2 separate regions of the Canis lupus genome follow, and region 2 is linked to region 1. Evidence: chromatin contacts called from public Hi-C data. All regions are on one chromosome and are shown on one strand. Each heading gives the region's core, a stretch centred on a gene start, on an enhancer-like site or on the middle of the called end of the contact. The rest is flanking DNA. Distances are from core to core; before and after follow the strand shown. Region 1 holds the start of ZZEF1 (zinc finger ZZ-type and EF-hand domain-containing protein 1). Region 2 holds the start of UBE2G1 (ubiquitin-conjugating enzyme E2 G1).

Region 1 (3,267 bases), core at 296-2,795:
CAAGGCCGCTGCAGAGCAGTGGTCAGTGACTGGACGCTCAATCAACAGCAGGCACAGAGGAACTCAGCTGAAGCCAGAGCCCAACAACAACGACCCAGAGACTTTATGTCAGAGGCTTTATGTCGAAGCGTGTGTATCCTGCCGCGGCAGCCACAGCAGGGAGCGGCGGGCTGGGCACCCAGGAACCCTGACTGCGGTCCCAGCTCGGCTTCTGCATCGCCAAGTGCTCCGGGCAGGTTCCTTCCCTTGCTGGGCTGACTGAGGAGCTCGGCAACTACCGCCCCCACTCCCCCCGTCAATCCTCCCGCTTCTGCAGCCCTCCCTAAAGACAAGGAGGGGAGGGGACTCGTGTTGAGGTACCAGGGGCAGCTTCCCAATGCTACGGCCGTGGCAAATAGAAAACGCCTCTTTCCTCTCGCCGTCGGCTTGTTCCTCTTTCCCCTGGGGCTGGTGAGCCCATCTCTGAGGGGGAGGGTCCTGGCCCGAAGCCGGTCGGCCCATCCCCCCAGCTGTAGGACGGCCGCCGCGGACCAGGGACCCCGCACACGCGCTCCGCCGGGGGGCGTGGAAAGGACACACCTGGCGGGTGACCGGGCCTGCTTCTCGGGCCCACGTCGCGGGGGACGGCCGTCGTCCTGAGGGCGGGGGACGGCCGCCCACCAGCCGGGGCCTGCGGGAGAAGGGCCGAGGGACGCACGGACGAGCGGGGGCGTGAGTGAAAGAGCGCGCGCGCGGACGGACGGACAGACGGACGCCTCGCCAGTACCTGCGAAGCCGCTATAGTGGGCCCCGGGCTCGTAATGCCTCCGGCCGGGGGACACATCGTACACGCGGCCAAGCAACGCCAAGTAGAGACCCGGGGCCCCGGGGCCGCCGCGGTAGCGGGCCAGCTCCTCGGGCACGAACAGGCGAAGCCCAGCGCGGTCGCTCCACCAGCCCAGCCACCGTGCCGCCGCCGCCGCCGCCGCCGCCGCCAGGCCCAGCAGGAGTCCGCGGCCGCCGAGCCGCCGCATTCAGCCCACAGGCGGCCGCCCCGCCACCCACGGCCAAGGCGGTGGCGCACGCGTGACGTCACCGGCGCGACGCCCTCTCGCCCCCGCCCCCGTCACCACGGGGACAGCGGAGGACTGAAGGGAAAAAGGCTTGCGAGAGACCCCTCCCTGGCTTCGCCGTTTTTCAGCGTAGCTGGCGAACGTGGAGCGATACTGCCAGTGTCAGCGGCGAAGGCTCCGCCGCGCCGGCGCCCGCCCCCCACAAAGATGGCGGCAAAGGAGGCTGCGGGATGACGTAGACGGCGGGACCTTCTGGGAAATCGAGGCTTCCATCCTCTCCGGAAGCCGTCCTCCGCTTGCTGTCTCACAGCTTTCGCTTGGGTCCGCTTGACGGCGTCTTTGCGACGGCAGTTCTCGCTTGACGGCGAGGAAGCCGGAAGCCGCCGCCGCCGTCGTACCCTCCCCGTCCCGCCCGCCGGGCGCCGCCGGAGGTTGACAGGTCGAGGCGGGGAGGCGGCGGCGGCACAGCCGGACGCCCGACACGGAGACCCCATGGGGAACGCTCCGAGTCACAGCAGTGAAGACGAAGCGGGTGCCGCCGGGGGAGAGGGCTGGGGCCCGCACCAGGACTGGGCTGCGGACGCGAGCGCCATCCCCGGCTCGGGCCCCGCGGCCCCAGCGCTGCCCCCCGCCGCCGCGCTGCTGGAGCCGGCCCGACTGCGAGAGGCGGCGGCGGCGCTGCGGCCCGCGCCGCCTTGCGAGTCTCTGGTGTCCCGGCACCACGGCGCGCTGTTGCGCTGGCTGGAGGAGCGGCTGGGCCGCGGCGAAGAGGCCGTCACCCTGGAGCAGTTCCGCGAGCTGCTGGAGGCTCGCGGCGCCGGCTGCTCGGGCGAGCAGTTCGAGGAGGTCAGGCCGGGCTGGCGGGGGCGGGGCGAGGGCTGCAGACCGGCTCGCAGGTCCGGGAGGGGGAGGGCAGCGCAGAGCGCTCCTGGGACCGTATGGAAAGCCCGGCCTCGGCCGCCCTTGGTTGGAGGACCTTGGCAGGCTCTGCTGTGTTCGCATCCTGCTGGAGTACCGGCGTCTGTGCTGCTGCCTGACGCCAGGTCGGCGGCGGCCCGCAGGCCTAGGGATGGGGGGGTGGGGGGTGGGGGTGGGGTGGTGGCAGCGAAAGCCATCCTGTTTCACCGACTGGAGGGATTTTATGGATGCCCTTCTGGATCCAGTGTGGGCGCCTGACAGATGTGGCGGGAGATGGCACGTCCCGGAAGAGCTTCCATTCTAGCAGCCATTCTCATCACACAAACATTATCTTTTCCAAATACACATTTGTTTTCAGTTAGTTGAAGGCCCATGTTTTAGACTCGTGGAAATCTGCGTGTAACCTGGGACTGATAGGCATATGTCAGGTTTCCTGCCAGTACTTGCACTTATACAGCTTTTGGCATAGTCCCCAACATCGTATTATTGAATCATGAACAGCAAGTTGATACCTCAACAACATATATTTTTTTCTTTTTCTCAGAAGGGTTGTTAGGAATTGTACGTTTCACTTTACAGTTAAATAGAGGCCTGATCCAGGGTTCCCGATGGCTCGTTGGCAACCTAAGACCTAGTACTCAGATCTTTTTGATTTATTTGTCTTAATGTCCCACTGCCTGCTTCTTGGGACCCTATTTCTTTAACTCCACAGAGTTATAATAAAAAAGATACTTCGTTTTTGAAAATGAGTAAGCCATGTAGAATCCTCACTGTCAGTGAAGGATGAGTATATAAAGCAGTAAACTGACAGATGCTTGTAATGCCATTAAAAAGTGATGTCCACTTCACAACCAGAGAAGGCTTTTAAAATTTCTTAAGAATGTTTCCCTGTATGTGGTCAGAATTCAGATAATATGGTTTGTATGTTTCTTACATTTTCCTTAAAAAAATACCTGTAAGACATCCCAGTTCTTGAAAATGTGGTTGTACGACACAGTGAAGGGTCTCCATATATATTTTTTCTTAATTCCAAGAGTCCACATAATACTTTAGTCTTTAGGTCTAGGTGTATTAAGAGAAAATGAAGTGGTTCCAGAAAGAGCTGTGTCGATCCGTTGAAGGAGTTGGGACATTTCAAAATTGTCCAGAAGGGAATGGAGAGAAACAGTATTTAACTTGAGAGTGTCTGACAGGAAAAGAGCTACAGGCAGAGTTGATGGAGTCCTATAATGTAAGGCCAAGAAGTCCTTAAGGTGTGGCCCAGAAATCACTCAAGGGCTGTGATATTGTTCATTGA
Region 2 (3,267 bases), core at 531-3,030, 200 kb before region 1:
ATAAGCCCTAATATGCTAATTATGACTTATGTGTATTTATTACTTTGATAAATTTAAAAATTTATTTAAAAAGAACGGTTTTGGGGATCCCTGGGTGGCTCAGCGGTTTGGCGCCTGCCTTTGGCCCAGGACACGATCCTGGAGCCCCGGGATCGAGTCCCACATCGGGCTCCCGGTGCATGGAGCCTGCTTCTCCCTCCTCCTATGTCTCTGCCTCTCTCTCTCATAAATAAATAAATAAATCTTAAAAAAAAAAAAAAAAGAGAACAGTTTCTAGGAGCCCCTGGGGGGCTTAAGGATTTAGCGTCTGCCTTCGGCTCAGAGCATGACACCGGGGTCGCGGGATGGAGTACTGCATGGGGCTTCCGGCAGGGGAGCCTGTGCCTCTGCCTGTGTCTCTGCCTCTCTCTGTGCCTCTTAGGAATAAATAAAATATTAGAAAAAAAAAAAAAAAAAAAACTAAAAAGAATGGTTTCTAGTCCAGAAAGTTAGGGTGTTTTCGGACACTGGTTTTTATGGAGCAGCCAGAAAGCTCCAGCGCGGGGACAAGCTAGGCTGCGGCAGGGAGGCCCTGAGGAGAGCGGACCGTTAAGTATGACTTCTTTTCTCGTTATAAAGAAACACGTTTGGGGCCTTCCTGTCTCGCTCTCCTCCTTAGTGACCCCGCACTGAGCACACCTGAGGCCTTGCCTGCGGAGCTTGTGACCCCGAGGGAGCAGGGCGCCCCTCTCCACGTGTACCTGCTCTGGGGGCGCCCAGGGCGATTCTCGGAGACATTCCTGATCTGGAGAGCGGTCTGAGCCAGGACGCAGCCAGCCTCCTGCGGGCAAGGGCAGGGCGGTCCTTCCCCGCGGCCCCCGCTACAGAGGCGTGCAGGTGCACCGGGCAGGTGCTGGAGGGACCGAGGGGCCGGAGCGCGCTCCACGGGGTCGCGCAGCCCCCGGGGCCGTGCAGGTGCTCGAGGGACGGGAAGGCCCAGGTTCCCTCCGCGGCCTCCGCGGCCCTCACAGCTGTGCAGGCGCACCGGGCAAGTGCTGGAGGACTGAGGGCCCGAGCGCCGTCCGCGGGGTCCCAGGTGATGCTCTAAGGTCAGTCCGCAGTAAGAGGTGCGCCAGGAATCTTCACCCTTCTTCCTGTAAAGGGAGTTAGAGCACCTGACGTCAGCTTCGGGGGTTTACGTAAAACGGGACACACCAGCACGAAGTTCGGCTCCAGCCACGGCTCGTTCGCAGTCGCCCGCAAGCTGGCCCCGCACTCCGGGACCACCTGCTCCAGCCCCGGGGCTAAGTCCGGGCAAGCGGCGACCTCCTCGTCATGGTGTCCATGCGGCGTCGGCCAGCGGCTCCTCTCCCCATACCCGCCCCGGCGTCCCCTGCGCCTCGCGCGACCTTCCCAAAATGGCGGCGGCGGGCGCCGCGGCGCGCAGGGGGCGGGATTCCGCCGGCGGGGGCGGGGCCGGCGGGCGGGCCGAGGCGAGGTGGGCAGCCCCAGCGCGCCTGCGCGGAGCGGCCCTGCGCGCAGTGAGGCAGTGGCGGGGGGAAAGGCAGTGGCGGGGGGAAGGCACCGGCGGGGCCGACGGGCGGCTCGAAGGAGGGGAGCGGGCAAGCGGAGTCCCAGTACGCGCCGCGGCCGCCCGGGCGCCCTCCCGTTCCGGGCGTGAGGCGCCGTGTGGAGCCCCCCGCGCTGACCCGCGCCGGTAGCGAGGCGCCGCTCCCGCCGCCAGCCCGGCCTGCCCCGGCCCCGGCCCCGGCCCCGGCCCCGGCCCCGGCCCCGGCTCTCCCGTCGCGGAGGCCCGCGTTCCTCAGCACTCCCGGCTCCGGGCGCCCCCACAGCCTGCTCCCGGCCCCTCGGAAGCCCCGGCGCCGGCCCGGGCCCTCGGCGGGAGGATGACGGAGCTGCAGTCGGCGCTGCTACTGCGGAGACAGCTGGCAGGTGAGCGCCGGCCGGCCCGGGCCCTCCTCCTCCGGGCGGGCGGCCGGGGCGAGGTCGGGGAGTCCGTCCGGCCGGGCCCGCACTCGGCCGGCGTCGGGAGGCCGTCGGGGGCGGGGACGCGGCCCGCCGCGGGGACCGGGCCGGCGCCCGCGCCCTCCCCTCCGCTCCCCTCCCCCACCGCGCGGTGGGACGTTGCGGGGGAGGGGCTGCGGGGCCCCGGAGGGGCGGGCCCCGGGGCTCAGGTGCGGCCGCGGGGGGAGGGGCGGCCGCGGGGCCGGGGGCCGGGGGCCGGGGGCCGGGGGCCGGGGGGCGTCCGGGCTGGCTGGCTGCGGGGGGCCGGGCCGGGCCGGCGGGCGGGGCGCGGGCGGGCGGGCGGGCGGGCTGGGGGAGGCGGCCCCCGGCCGCGGAGGGGAGGCGCGCAAAACTTCTGGCCGGCCGCGCGGCGCCGCGGAGTTGGGGCGGACAACAAAGCGCCGGCCTGGGCGGCCGCGGCGCGCGGGGTTGGCGGAGCGGGCAGTGCGGGCCGCCGCCGGCCGCCGCCGGGCCGCCTCCGCCTGGCACGGGCCCCGCCTGGCCCGCCCGCCTCGCCTCGCCCGCCGCGGAGGGTGGGAGCGGGCCGGGAGCCGCTCGCGGCCGCCCCGGGCTTTGTGCCCCGAGGGCCCCCGCACGGGCTCGCTGAGCCCCCGAGCCGCGGGGCCGGGCCGGGGCGGCGGCCGGGGGCGGTCCCCCGGGGCCGCCGGCGGCCCCCTCCCCCATTGTCCCGGCCTCCGGCCGTTTGCGGCTTCCAGGTTGACTTTTTAGGGGGTTGGCTCCTGCTCCGCTAGGACGGTGCGAGCGGGGCATGCGCACTGGGGGCGGACGTGCGCCGAGGGCGGGGGGGCCGGTGGCTTCACAATGCCGCCCCACGTGCTGCCAGATTTAAAGAGAAATGTGCACCCCCGGCCCGGCGCGCCTGCCGCCGTCGCCGCTGCTGCTCCCCGCGGGGTCCTCGCCGCCCCGGGCCCTGGGCCCCGGGTCCTGCGCTCGGCGCTCGGAGCCCGGGCCTGCAGAACTCCAGCTCGTCCACACTCCTCGAGCTGCTGCTTCAATCACCTCGATGGCTTCTTGAGAAAAAGGTTGTCAGGGACTGCTGGAGGTTGTATAATTAGCGTTATTATTAGACCATGAGCAAGCAGGTTTGGACACATTCAACTTCTGGATGCTCAGGGCAGTGACTTGAAGTGGATGGAGAAGTTCTGGCGATAGTTGATAATCCATCACGGAGAATGTATCGGAAAAGCGATGAAACAATGACCTTATTGCATCTTGTTTTTTGTCTTTTTTTTTTTTTTTGGT

The links. A called contact is a pair of places that touch in the nucleus more often than the background predicts.
Region 2: a contact with region 1 is called in a Hi-C map of blood, with 2.5 times the contacts expected there. The contact joins the promoter of UBE2G1 here to the promoter of ZZEF1 in region 1. A contact is called at or near these places in 2 of 9 Hi-C or Micro-C datasets (both in blood).

The regions. Positions count from the first base shown.
Region 1 is chr5:30,432,354-30,435,620 of UU_Cfam_GSD_1.0, reverse strand. It overlaps ZZEF1 (zinc finger ZZ-type and EF-hand domain-containing protein 1), which reads left to right and starts at 1,545. Exons shown (of 55, transcript XM_038536383.1): 1 at 1,545-1,898. The coding sequence starts at 1,545. CYB5D2 (neuferricin) reads right to left here and starts at 1,028. Exons shown (of 4, transcript XM_038536396.1): 1 at 767-1,028. The coding sequence starts at 1,013.
Region 2 is chr5:30,630,122-30,633,388 of UU_Cfam_GSD_1.0, reverse strand. It overlaps UBE2G1 (ubiquitin-conjugating enzyme E2 G1), which reads left to right and starts at 1,780. Exons shown (of 6, transcript XM_038536397.1): 1 at 1,780-1,932. The coding sequence starts at 1,887.